Linked DNA regions of Zea mays: all the other regions are linked to region 1. The links are chromatin contacts, called in public Hi-C maps. All regions are on one chromosome and are shown on one strand. Each heading gives the region's core, a stretch centred on a gene start, on an enhancer-like site or on the middle of the called end of the contact. The rest is flanking DNA. Distances are from core to core; before and after follow the strand shown.

Region 1 (3,778 bases), core at 786-3,285:
TTTCTTTTGTGTGGAAATACGGTCACCTATGTATTTTGATGATTTAAATTTTTTCCATAAAGAAGTTATGAAACAATCATAGTAAAGAACATGTAGGATTGTGAGTGAATAGTGATTACCTGACCAGACATTCATGAGTTTACACTCACCTGTTCTCCTCTGTCCAATAACAACATCTTCAGTCATCTAATTAAAGAGTATTCTTTATGTTTTAATTTATAGATCGACTCCTATAGACATATTTTATTATACATACATACATATCATATATTTAAATATATCATAAATATATTAAAAATTAAAACTATCTAGAATATTGTTTAGGATAGAGGGGGATATAATGCTTCTACAGGCTAGACAATCACAGTCACAGCCAGTGAAAACTGACAGACAACTCCATGACCCGCTTTATCTTTTTGTTTTTTTATCCTTCTCAACAATGGCTCTGCAATTCTCCACCAGAGTTGGCTGCTGGTTACTAACGTACTATAGCTAGCCACAGTGAAAACTGACAGGCAACACATGACCCGCTCTATCTTTTTGTTTGGCTCTGCCACAAGATAGCTTCGTGGGGCTTGCACTGGATGTGCTCATAGGTGCCCCTGCAACGTAAGGATGCATATGACCTTGTTATGGAGGCTTCACTCCACTTGATGTATTTAGTCACGGAGTTTTTTTTTTCGGGTTTATGGGTGGCGATCTAGTCTAAAGATTGATAGTTACTAGAGTAAGATTGACTTCAAGATATCTTGTGTTGTTGGGCTGTGTGTTCTGTATTGAACTGAGTTCGAAAGATACTTGTTTCAAGACTTTGCTTCACCTTGTTGTAATGCACTTGAAATTAATATATCTTCCTTTTCTAAAAAAAAGGCTTCGTGGGGCTCATTTGGTCACAAGTGACAGATTACAACCCTGCTCTCCCAGGTGCAGTGACATGGCGCTTTCACCGATCAGCATGCACGCTGATCGACAGGTTCTCCCTACATATCTTTCTTCCTATTCTGAGGCATTACGGGTTAGGTTAAGTTTCCAAAAGGCATTATCAGGTAATCGTTGGATCTGTTTGATGTTGTCATACTTGGAAATGGTTTTATTCATGCACTCACTCCGATACTAAAGTTATAAGAAAAGATATTAATTTTTACCACAGTTATAAAATAGTTATTCTATAATGTCTCTAATGGAGCATACACCATGTTTATTTTAATAAATTTAGTTAAGTTTAAAATAGATTACCATACAACAAATATAAAAGACACTATATTTTAGGACGTGAGTATTGGCTCTAGGTGGATTTAACAAGTATATATGTAATCATTGTCCCAAATTGTCTTAACATGGTGACAACAAAAAAACAGGTGTGTTTTATTGTAATTATAGAAAAAAAACAGTTGTCTTAACACGCAAAGGATTACTTACCCGGACCATGCAGAGTAGCTCCGGTAAGGAATTCCTTTCCCGTAGTCCATCAATCGTGACCGCCGGGGACACCCTTTTCTCCAGCGTGCTCCGAAGAAGATATCCGACCACCACACGTGACCTGAACGACCATGCAGCCGAGCTTCCCATGGCGAATTGGCGACGGCCTGTTTTCGATCTCCCTCCGCCTTCTCTTCTCTCAGCTTGGTGGTGAACGATGGTGCTCTCGGTGGATTTTGCGAACGCGCGTGCTGGTCATAGGATCTCGGGAGCCGAGATTTTATACTCCCCAGGGAAGAGTCCGGCCGGGCCACAATCGGTGGAGAGCTCACCCGGACGGCCGGAATTGCGCTAACTGTCTTCCGTCCGTACCGACTCGAGGTGGATGACCATCCGACGCACTGGTCCCACGTGGAAGCGAATGCGGGCGCACGGTGTGGCTGTCCTGTGGGACCCCGTCGGTGTAAGGGCGAGGCGCGGGCACGCGGTGCACGCAGTCAGGCGGGCCGCGGGCGTGAAAAGACTGGATGGGCTGGCTAGGGAAATGTAGTTGGGCTGTGGGTGGACTGGCCATGGGCCGATTTGCTAGGCCGACAAGTAAGTCTCCATTGTTTTCTTTTCTTTTTATTTTTTTCTATTTCTATTTTGGTTTCGAGTTTTAAACTCAAATCAAGCTATCCAAATTCCAAAGTAAATGCACAATAAAAATCCCAGCATGAATGCGAAGTATATATATATATTCATTGTCATTGTTTTATTTCTCTAAGTAAATGCTTTAGATCATATAAACTTGATAAAGAATAGATCACATAAGTAAGTAATTAAGGACCTCAATTCATAGTACTTATCCTGTAATAATTTTAGTAATAACTTTATTTAAAGTTAAATTTTTTATCACCTCTTCATAATTAACCCTGAAACCTTTCTTAGGCAATACTTTTGTGCTATTCTTCATAGAGTATTTCAACATATAGGATTCGATGGAAGGGGTAATTTAACTCCTTGGAGAATGGGGACTCTTTTCATTTATTTCCTTGTTTCAAAACATAAGTATTCAATTATTGATATAAACTTTCCTACATTACCTAAAATATGATTTTAGGGTGTTACAAATTCTACCCCTTAAAAATAATCTCGTCCTCGAGATTAGTAGAAAAAGGATGTATTAAGTTTGGTTGGCCGTTTAACTTTTAGATTTTCTTTAATTGGCGCTCAGGACCCGCGCCACCCGCTCTGTCCGCAATAAAGAATACAAGACAGCCAGACGACCACGAGCACGCGTGGCTTTACCCCTTAGTAGAATGCTCAGTTTTACCATCACTCGGTGGCTCCTTCCTAAGGAAGCCACCGCTGGCCGACCCCCTCCTTGGCTTATAAAAGGAGGAGGCTAGCCCCCGGACATGGGAGGTTCCTTTCTCTCGGAGACATGGTGGACACAAGGACGGTCCTAGACTAGGAGACGACGCCCAGAAAGACTAACGAACAGGAGGAAGACCAGGAGGCCGGAGGCCCGCTGCCAAGCCAAGTCTTAGTTAGGACTCCACTATGTAACCACATCCACCATAAATAAGAGACTTGGGAGCCTCTCCTCCCTCTCTCGCTCGCTTGTAACCCCTGCTACGAGCTTTGATCATCAATAGTGCTAGTAGCGCAAGCCACCGATGACTGTAAGCAGGGACGTTCTGTTCGAACTAGTATAAATCAGTGTTATCCTAAACGGCCGTTAGACCATTTACACGTCGTTTTAACGCTACTCAGTAGCTAGCTATATTGGTCGTTTATGCTGTTTAATATATTTAATCCCATATAATCCATTTTTAGTCCATTTAAACACCTGTGTAGTCTGATTAAACGATATTCAATATGAGGCCCATGTACTCTGGTATCATGTTATGAATACACTTGTATTCAATATGAGGCCCTAAGGCCAGTATATATACATAGGTACATACAGGTAAATGTGCATTAAGCCCCTTATACAATGGAGAATTAATAGAAAGCATAGATTCTATTTGTTCGGGGCCTATTATGCCGAAGGTCCTCAATTAAACTTCTACTCGGCACAAACAAGTGTGTTTTAGCTACACTATTATTGATGGACGAAGTTGATCTTCAGTCGAAGCAACGTATAAAAAAGCTTCGCCTGCACGTGCAAGTAGCGAAGGTGCGAGCCGAAGTCGACAACTTCGACAAAGAAGAGAGGATTCGAACGCAAGCCAGCAGAGAAGCTCTCATGTGACGAAGGACAAGACCTGCGCAACCAAGGAATGAGAAAGTACAATGCTGCCCTAGTGTCATTTGTAAATAATGTGTGTAAAATCTTGAGGGGCATGATTGTAATTTTGTATGAAGGTGGTTC
Region 2 (3,778 bases), core at 959-3,458, 440 kb after region 1:
AGGCCATCTAAAATACCCTACTTTTGAAGTTTTTTAAAGGATAACAAGGCACATAATCCATGCATATTTACCACATAGTCAGGGATACCATAAGAAATCCTCGAAACACAGTTTCCTCCAGAATGGGTGCCAAAATCCCAGTGATGCCCAGCAAACAGGCAGTGCTGCAATAAAGGAAAAGCTGTTAAACAATCAAGTAGTTATCTTGTCTGACCTTATATACAGGCATGCAATAACATGTAAATAGTTTAAGGAAAAAAATAAAACAGATAAATCATATGCCCATACCTGATGTTTGACGAGCCAATCAGCGGCAACAAAAGGACCAGCGAGTCTGTCTGAAAGACAAGGTTCAAGAACTGGATCACTATAGGTAATTTTTAGCTAGTACACGACTTCATATTTATGTGAATACCATGTATGTAGGAAGCATTTTCTTTGTGTGTGTGTGTTTTGGGGGGGGGGGAGGCTTTCTTCCCCATATCTCTATAGAAGAGCTAACTTGCAATATTCATATTTCCTATATGTACAATTTTAGTTTTCTTTCAAAGTAATAAAGATGTAACACATCCGTACAGCTTAAGACAATTGAAGACTTTTGAAAAGGAAAGAACAACAGAAGACTACCTCATACCATAAAAAACTTACCTCTCTCTGTGGTGTTTCACCATTCAGAAATGTCATTGCAGCACCTGCTAAAGCAATAGCAACTATTGCAACAAACAGGCCGATTGCAGACCACAGAAGCCATCCGTTTTGCAGCTTAAGTGGTTCATTGAATTCTGAAAGTTAAAGAATACAAACAACACTAGACCATTGTTCAGAACAACCTGAATTACCACAATGCAACCATAGTACAAACGGAAAGAGACACTATTGAACACAGATATCCATATTAGATATTAAGTAATTTAATTACACTTTAACATCTTGTACAGTCCTCTTATTAAATTAGGTAATCTTTGGAAAGGAACTAACGTGTGGCCAATGTATAAAAAAGAACATGAAAATGAACACAAACGTAGCAAGACCAAACCTTTACCATAGCGAAATATATCATCTGAGAATGGTCGAAAGGTATTGGTCATGCCAAATATAACTCCAAGTACAACTACCGTCGTGCTACTGCACTTGCAGAAACAGAAAATGGCAAGTAATGTCACTCTGACACAAGATATTCAGAGCATGCAGCATATTCACAAATTAAACTGAAAACTATGGTACAAATAAAGTTTTTACATAGAGATAGGAACTTAGATCTGTACAGTTGTCCCAAGAAGAGTATCTCTGCTTTCTCATCTAGAGTTGTCTCCCCAGCTCGAAAACCTAGTTGCTCCAAAATAGATTGCTCAGCTATCCCTGTCAAAAGAAAGCTGTCTAAAGAACATTCAGCAACATTTTCAAGGAGGCATTTGCAACAATTCATGCTCGAGTTATTTTGGATGAGGATCACGCAAGAATAATAGAACACCACAAATTAAACTCCACATTACATATTTGCACAAATGGGGTTCATTTATTTCCTTTTTGGAATGGAAAATGGATTTCTTCTTAGACAACGTCATAAACTCATAATAATTGGAAGTGCCAATGCATGGTACCAATCAGCAAAGGTGTTGTTCCTACAAAAAATAGCAATGGTGTAGTACATTACCTTACTGCACATGCCACCATGGTGAGAGAAATCGTTGGCCACTCCCATGGAACATCCCACCGGCGAAGGATTGGCCACTCATCCGAGCTTTTTCCCTAACAAAATAACCTCATGGAAGGCAATTATTCCCGACTGACAACAGGAAAAACTCCGGAAAAAAATCTCGCAGCTTTTGGTGCTGTGCGCCTGTGCCCACAACAGCATTTTTTATAGCTCAAGCACCTTGTCCGGTGAAGGCGTGGGCAGTCCGTTCTCGGTGTCGTAGGAACAGTAGCAGGCGAAGCCCGTCGCCCCCATCCGCCTGCCGTTACCGGGCGGCAGCGACCGCAGGACGAGCTGCTCTGCCACTGGACGGCGGCATGTTCTTGGTGAGGGAAGTCGGTGCAGGCTCTGCTTGGAGAGGAGGTAGAGGGACCTGCTGCTGCTGCGGCGGCGGCGGCTGCACAGCGGCGGACGGGGGCGGAAGAGGAAACACGACGGCGAAGCCATTCGATTAAACCGTGTGACTGTGCGGATAAGGAATTGAAAGAGGGGGCGCAGTTTGGCGAGACCCGCTCAGACTCTCTTCAACGGTTTATCTGGTTATCCCTGTATCTTACTATCCCTTGATTCCCTTCACGTCACCAATCTCTCTCCCTATATTTGCACTCTATACTACATTACCTCTATAAAATATTATTTTTTATACATATTTATCATCTATTATTATTTTTTTATCTACTAATAAACACTATGGAAGGTGGCTTGTTGTCACACCTCTAAATATTTTGAATAAGACGAGTCGTTCAAACAAACTTTTGTAAAAAAAAAAGTCTAAGGACATCTTTATGAGACGGAGGGAGTATTTCAATCCGTGCTTCTTCGTACCTGCAACGAACCGACGGGTGCGTGGAGCTGCTCACGGGAAAAGCGCATCTGCTCCGTGCCAAGGACAAGGTGCTCGACCTGTGCGCGTGCGTGTGCATCCTGAAACATAAAAAGAAAGGGACGAGCGACTGCAGGGATTTAAAGAAAAGAAAATAAAGAGACGGTCGTGATGGCCATGCTACCAGGCGTCCAGGCCTGCGCTCGGGGATGCCAGTGACGTGGCTGGAGTAAAAAAAGGAACGCTAATAGTGTATACTCATCCTATTTATCAATCCACTCGTATAGTAATGTAATTGGCTCACACATAGCCTACTTGAGCTCATCAGATATTATTGGTTCTCGTGCATATAAAAATTTTAGGTTCTCAAGCATCAGATGGATGTAGACTGACAGATAGCTTATCTTGTCTCTCCTTCCAGCTCTCCACTCATGATACATCAGGGTTCACAATTTGGTTTGGAATGATCCGGATTTCATTTTGTTGACCAAAATTTGAGTTTTGTATTTTGAATCAAAATCTATTTGAAATCAGACCGAAATTCGTTTTTCGAAAAAAAAGCGAAACTCAGGTGATCTCACATCGAGAAATTAAACCGTGGGATACACCCCACCTAGTTAAGACCCAAAGTCAAACTCCATATATATTAGAGTTGCCTCAAAATAGATAAAGTTCAAAAGTTTACTTATGCCAGGAATGAGTGCAATAATATCACATAGCCTAAACTAATGCTATGTGATTGTGGTATCAACAGACATGTGGTGTTTAATGCAAGAGAATATACACGACCATTAGAAATAATATCTTAGGATTACATAACATCAGTGATTTGACATGAAACAAAGATACAGCTGCCCTGCCATCCATGATCCATGGCAGAGAACTTCAATCGATCATTAGACACATGGTTATCTCAGGATTACATCATCGGATGGATGCCCATGCACAAAATTCTAATTACATCAACAACAGTTTAGCAACATTACATACAACACTGAACATGCACAAATGCCACGGCAACCCGCATCCTTCTATCATATACAGGGGTTGCTGCTCAAACTCAACAAGTTGACTCCGCAAGGCAACATGCTGGAGGTAGTTGGCCACTAAGTAAGAAATCAATTTAGGAAAATCTACATACATGGTCAATAGTGCTCCGCTGCAGAAAGTCCACCCACTCCCAACGCTGATGTGCGCGACTCATTGGCTGACCCTTGTTATGATGTACCTGCCTTTCTCCATATCGTAGATCGTCTTCA
Region 3 (3,778 bases), core at 645-3,144, 410 kb after region 1:
CACTTGTGGCTGTCGCGTTGCTTAATTCTAGCCTACCGGAGGGCCGACCCTAATAACCTACATTTCTTAATCCTAGTTTAGTTTGTTGAACTTTGTTTTCAGAAAATTTGCTCTAATGTATTTAGATTTGGTTTACTGTGCATTTTAAGGTTTAGGCTAGTTTGACAAATTAAAAGTAAAAATACTCTCTCAAAAGTCAAAATAAATGCAGAGTTATATTACATAATTTGTATAATTTTACGACTTATAAAATATTGTAACAATGTCTCTAGTCATACCATTTTGAATAAAATTGTGTAAATCATCAACTTTTTTTATTTTTCAGATATTATTTAAAAGTTGAAAAATAATAAACTCAAATTTTCTTATAGGGCCTCCATGTAAATTTTCGCTTAGGGCCCCAAAACGTGAGGACTGGCCCTGATCAGGAGCGGGGGCACATAGACGGACGGCTTAGATTTGATGGATGTAGATGGATGGTGTAGATTTGTGGATGGCAGAACCAGTGGAGGCAGCCTACTCCTTGCTGCCTTAATATAGTAGTATAGATTTCAGTACGGACCTTTGCTACCGTTACTTTTCAAAAAAAAAGTTTCATAAAACTATATTAAATACACTTATGTAGCAAAATATAAATAGAGACCATAAAAAAAATTTTTGATGTGCGCTATTTCAATATATATGAGAATAAATTAGACTGGGACATCAAACCACTAGCCGAACCGCACGCCACCCGGCCTCCGGCCACCGTGCCCGCCTCCATGCGCGTGGCTTGCTCTGCCGCCCGGGCAACACGCCAACACCCACTAGGCGAACCCACCGCGCCGCATGAACGCCCGTGTTCTGGTGGCACGGCCACGACACCACGCGACAAACGCAGGCGCGCCGGCTACTAACTGCTGCATGGGCTCAATACAGGCCAACAGGGACGTACTGGTACGGCTAGGTAGGTACGCCATCGGCATCGTGACATCGTCGATGGGTTGGGCAAACAGGGGCAGCAATGAATTCTCGCACGTGCGCGCACCATGACATCAATGCGCGACGTAGGGCACGGGTCTGCTAGCATTTGCTGCCGTGGGTATATCATCACGAGCCATTATCTTTATTTTAATTGGTACGACTACTATATACTACGTACTAGTCTAACTAGCTAAGGTCCTATTTGAAAGCAATCTAGTTTTTAAAGAATGGGTGAGCTCTCGATATGTCCTATAAGACACTGTGATATGTCAGGCTCGGGAGAGCTCTCGATTTTGGGTGTCACACTAGGGTCTGACTACGAGGGTTGGCCCGAGATGGCCTATCTAGGAGCTTGGTCCAGGCAACCAAACAACTCATGGGGGTTGCTGGGTTTGTCCTAGCTGGGGTTAGATCACCCAACCAATCAATTCCAAAGTGCTGCTCAAGTAGATGGTATGTTTGGCTGACTAAAACTCATTCCATCATCTTATGAGGGTGTTTGGTTCTAGTGACTAAAGTTTCCGTGTTACATCGAATGTTTGAATGTTAATTATGAATACTATATATAGTTTAATTACAAAAATAATTACATAAATAAAGACTAGACGACGATACAAATTTATTAAGTGTAATTCATGATTAATAAATATTATTACAGCATCACATGGACTAATCATGGCTTAATTACGTTTAATATGTTTGTCTTGTCGTTCATTCCTTATCTGTATAATTAATTTTATAATTATAATTTAATATTTCTACCTAAATATCCGATTGCGATAGGAACTAAAATCCAGCCTGAGAACGAAACGGCCCGTAAAACAGTCCATGCAGCCCAGCAAGCAGTTTAGACGAATCGACCGGACGAAAAGGCCCAGTCCGATCAACCGCCAAATCAAGCATCAATCCTAGCCGTCTGTTACCTCTTCAGAGCCAACCATTAATACGCCCCAATCGCCGCCGCCAGAGCCGCGGAGCTCTCCACTCCTCTCTTACCCTTCCTCTCCCCACCCACGAAGCCTCACTAGGGTTTAGCGGCGGCGGCGAGATGGTGCAGCGCCTCACGTACCGGAAGCGTCACAGCTACGCTACGAAGTCCAACCAGACCCGAGTCGTCAAGACCCCAGGTTCGCCCCGTCTGTTCATTCCTGCTCGATATGGGAGGGGTCTTTGGTTTCTTTATCTGTGTTGTGTTCTTGGTTGTATTAATTGGTTCGCTGGATTCTTGCAGGCGGGAAGCTTGTGTACCAGTACACCAAGAAGAGGGCGAGCGGGCCCAAGTGCCCCGTCACCGGGAAGAAAATCCAGGGGGTGAGTGATTGATTGTTAGCGCAGCTCTACTCTTCTTCTGTCTCGGTTGTGTGATTCGTTGGTCCTTGGTACCGAGGTGGGGAACTGGTAGCGTGTTTGTGCTATCCATATTGAAGTAACAGATTGAAGTAATTGGTGTGAATTAGTAGATCTTAATTAGAAGGGCAAGCCTGGTCCAGTTGTAAGAACTGTCTGAGTCACCAGCGGGTTTGAACCCTTGCTTCGGTTTATCCCTTCCCCAGATCGCACATGAGTTGAGCCTCCGGCCCTCCCTTTATTTTAGTAGATTTTAATTGATTGCTTACATGGTTTACTGTGTTTTGCCCTGTGATGCCACATTGTGCTTGTATAGGTCTATTGGACGATGTCTGTAGTTAAATGGGCCTTTATATCTAGCTCTCGTCTAAATTTTTTCCTTGCGTAAATGGCTGTGTCATGTGAAATTGAAGTACTTGGTACCTACATTTGGGGGAACATATTACTGTTACTGCATGTTATTTTGCTGTTTACAAATAGTGTTCTTTCTTACCACATACTCCCTCCGTCCCAAATTAAAATTTGATTTAGGATTTTAATAGATTCATACAATAGCTAAGTTGATTTGCCCGTTTTCCCTGTTGAGTAAATACTATTGTCATGTCATTTTCTTCAGAATCACTTCCTAGGACTTCTGTTTGTTTGAGGTTGAAGTTTTAATTAGTTCTATCATTCTGTGTTATCTTTTCTTCTCTTTTATGTAAAGCACCAGTTTCCACCATCATCGTGCTCCTCCGCATTTAAATGGTAAAATACTAAAATTATGCATAAATGGTGATTTGAACCATGGTTGTTGGCTCCAAACCCACAACCACACCCGCCTAGCCAACAAAACACACATGTCTTTCTTTGTGTCTTTGTGTTTTATATTCTATAATCAACATAAAAGGGAACTGTAGCAATATACGTGCATTTTGCTATTTTTTTTCTTCTATGTGTGCTTGCACTATTTATTTGGTTGTTTCCATGGCATAATATTCTCCATAGTAATCATCATCTGGTAATTTCCCTCCCTACCTGAACAATGCCCTCAGTGTCACCAAAACTGGGTATTCATCTGTCATTGGATATTTCCACCTAATATTGTTTAATGCTATTGTTTCCATATTTCCAGATCCCTCACTTGAGGCCTGCTGAGTACAAAAGGTCCAGGTTGCCTAGGAGCCGCAGGACTGTGAACCGTCCTTATGGTGGAGTACTCTCTGGAATTGCTGTTAGGGAGAGGTGAGTAAATAGGGGGTGGACATATTGTGGTGTGGAGGTCCAGGTTCTGTAATTTCGTAGTCTTATGAATTACAACTACTGTATGCAGAATCATTCGTGCTTTCTTGGTCGAGGAGCAGAAGATTGTCAAGAAGGTCCTGAAAATACAAAAAACCAAGGACAAGACAGCTGCAAAGTAAATCTCCAGGAATGGGGAAGCCTAGCCCTGTTTTGTACACTGCGAAAATTAATTTTGGTGGATGGA

Evidence for each region. A called contact is a pair of places that touch in the nucleus more often than the background predicts.
Region 2: a contact with region 1 is called in a Hi-C map of ear, with 2.4 times the contacts expected there. The contact joins the promoter of LOC100274337 here to the promoter of LOC103643270 in region 1. A contact is called at or near these places in 2 of 25 Hi-C or Micro-C datasets (ear and tassel).
Region 3: a contact with region 1 is called in a Hi-C map of ear, with 2.1 times the contacts expected there. The contact joins the promoter of LOC100217171 here to the promoter of LOC103643270 in region 1. A contact is called at or near these places in 4 of 25 Hi-C or Micro-C datasets (ear, endosperm and leaf).

What each region holds. Positions count from the first base shown.
Region 1 is chr1:217,372,020-217,375,797 of Zm-B73-REFERENCE-NAM-5.0, forward strand. LOC103643270 reads right to left here and starts at 2,036. Exons shown (of 3, transcript XM_023301327.1): 1 at 1,420-2,036; 2 at 120-159. The coding sequence starts at 1,569.
Region 2 is chr1:217,810,277-217,814,054 of Zm-B73-REFERENCE-NAM-5.0, forward strand. LOC100274337 (CAAX amino terminal protease family protein) reads right to left here and starts at 2,209. Exons shown (of 11, transcript NM_001360569.1): 1 at 1,877-2,209; 2 at 1,655-1,749; 3 at 1,266-1,373; 4 at 1,043-1,125; 5 at 649-782; 6 at 289-338; 7 at 72-164. The coding sequence starts at 2,143. LOC100281594 reads right to left here. Exons shown (of 8, transcript NM_001154513.1): 8 at 3,439-3,778. The coding sequence ends at 3,720.
Region 3 is chr1:217,777,558-217,781,335 of Zm-B73-REFERENCE-NAM-5.0, forward strand. It overlaps LOC100217171 (60S ribosomal protein L34), which reads left to right and starts at 1,895. Exons shown (of 4, transcript NM_001310022.1): 1 at 1,895-2,090; 2 at 2,195-2,274; 3 at 3,425-3,534; 4 at 3,623-3,778. The coding sequence starts at 2,012. The coding sequence ends at 3,713.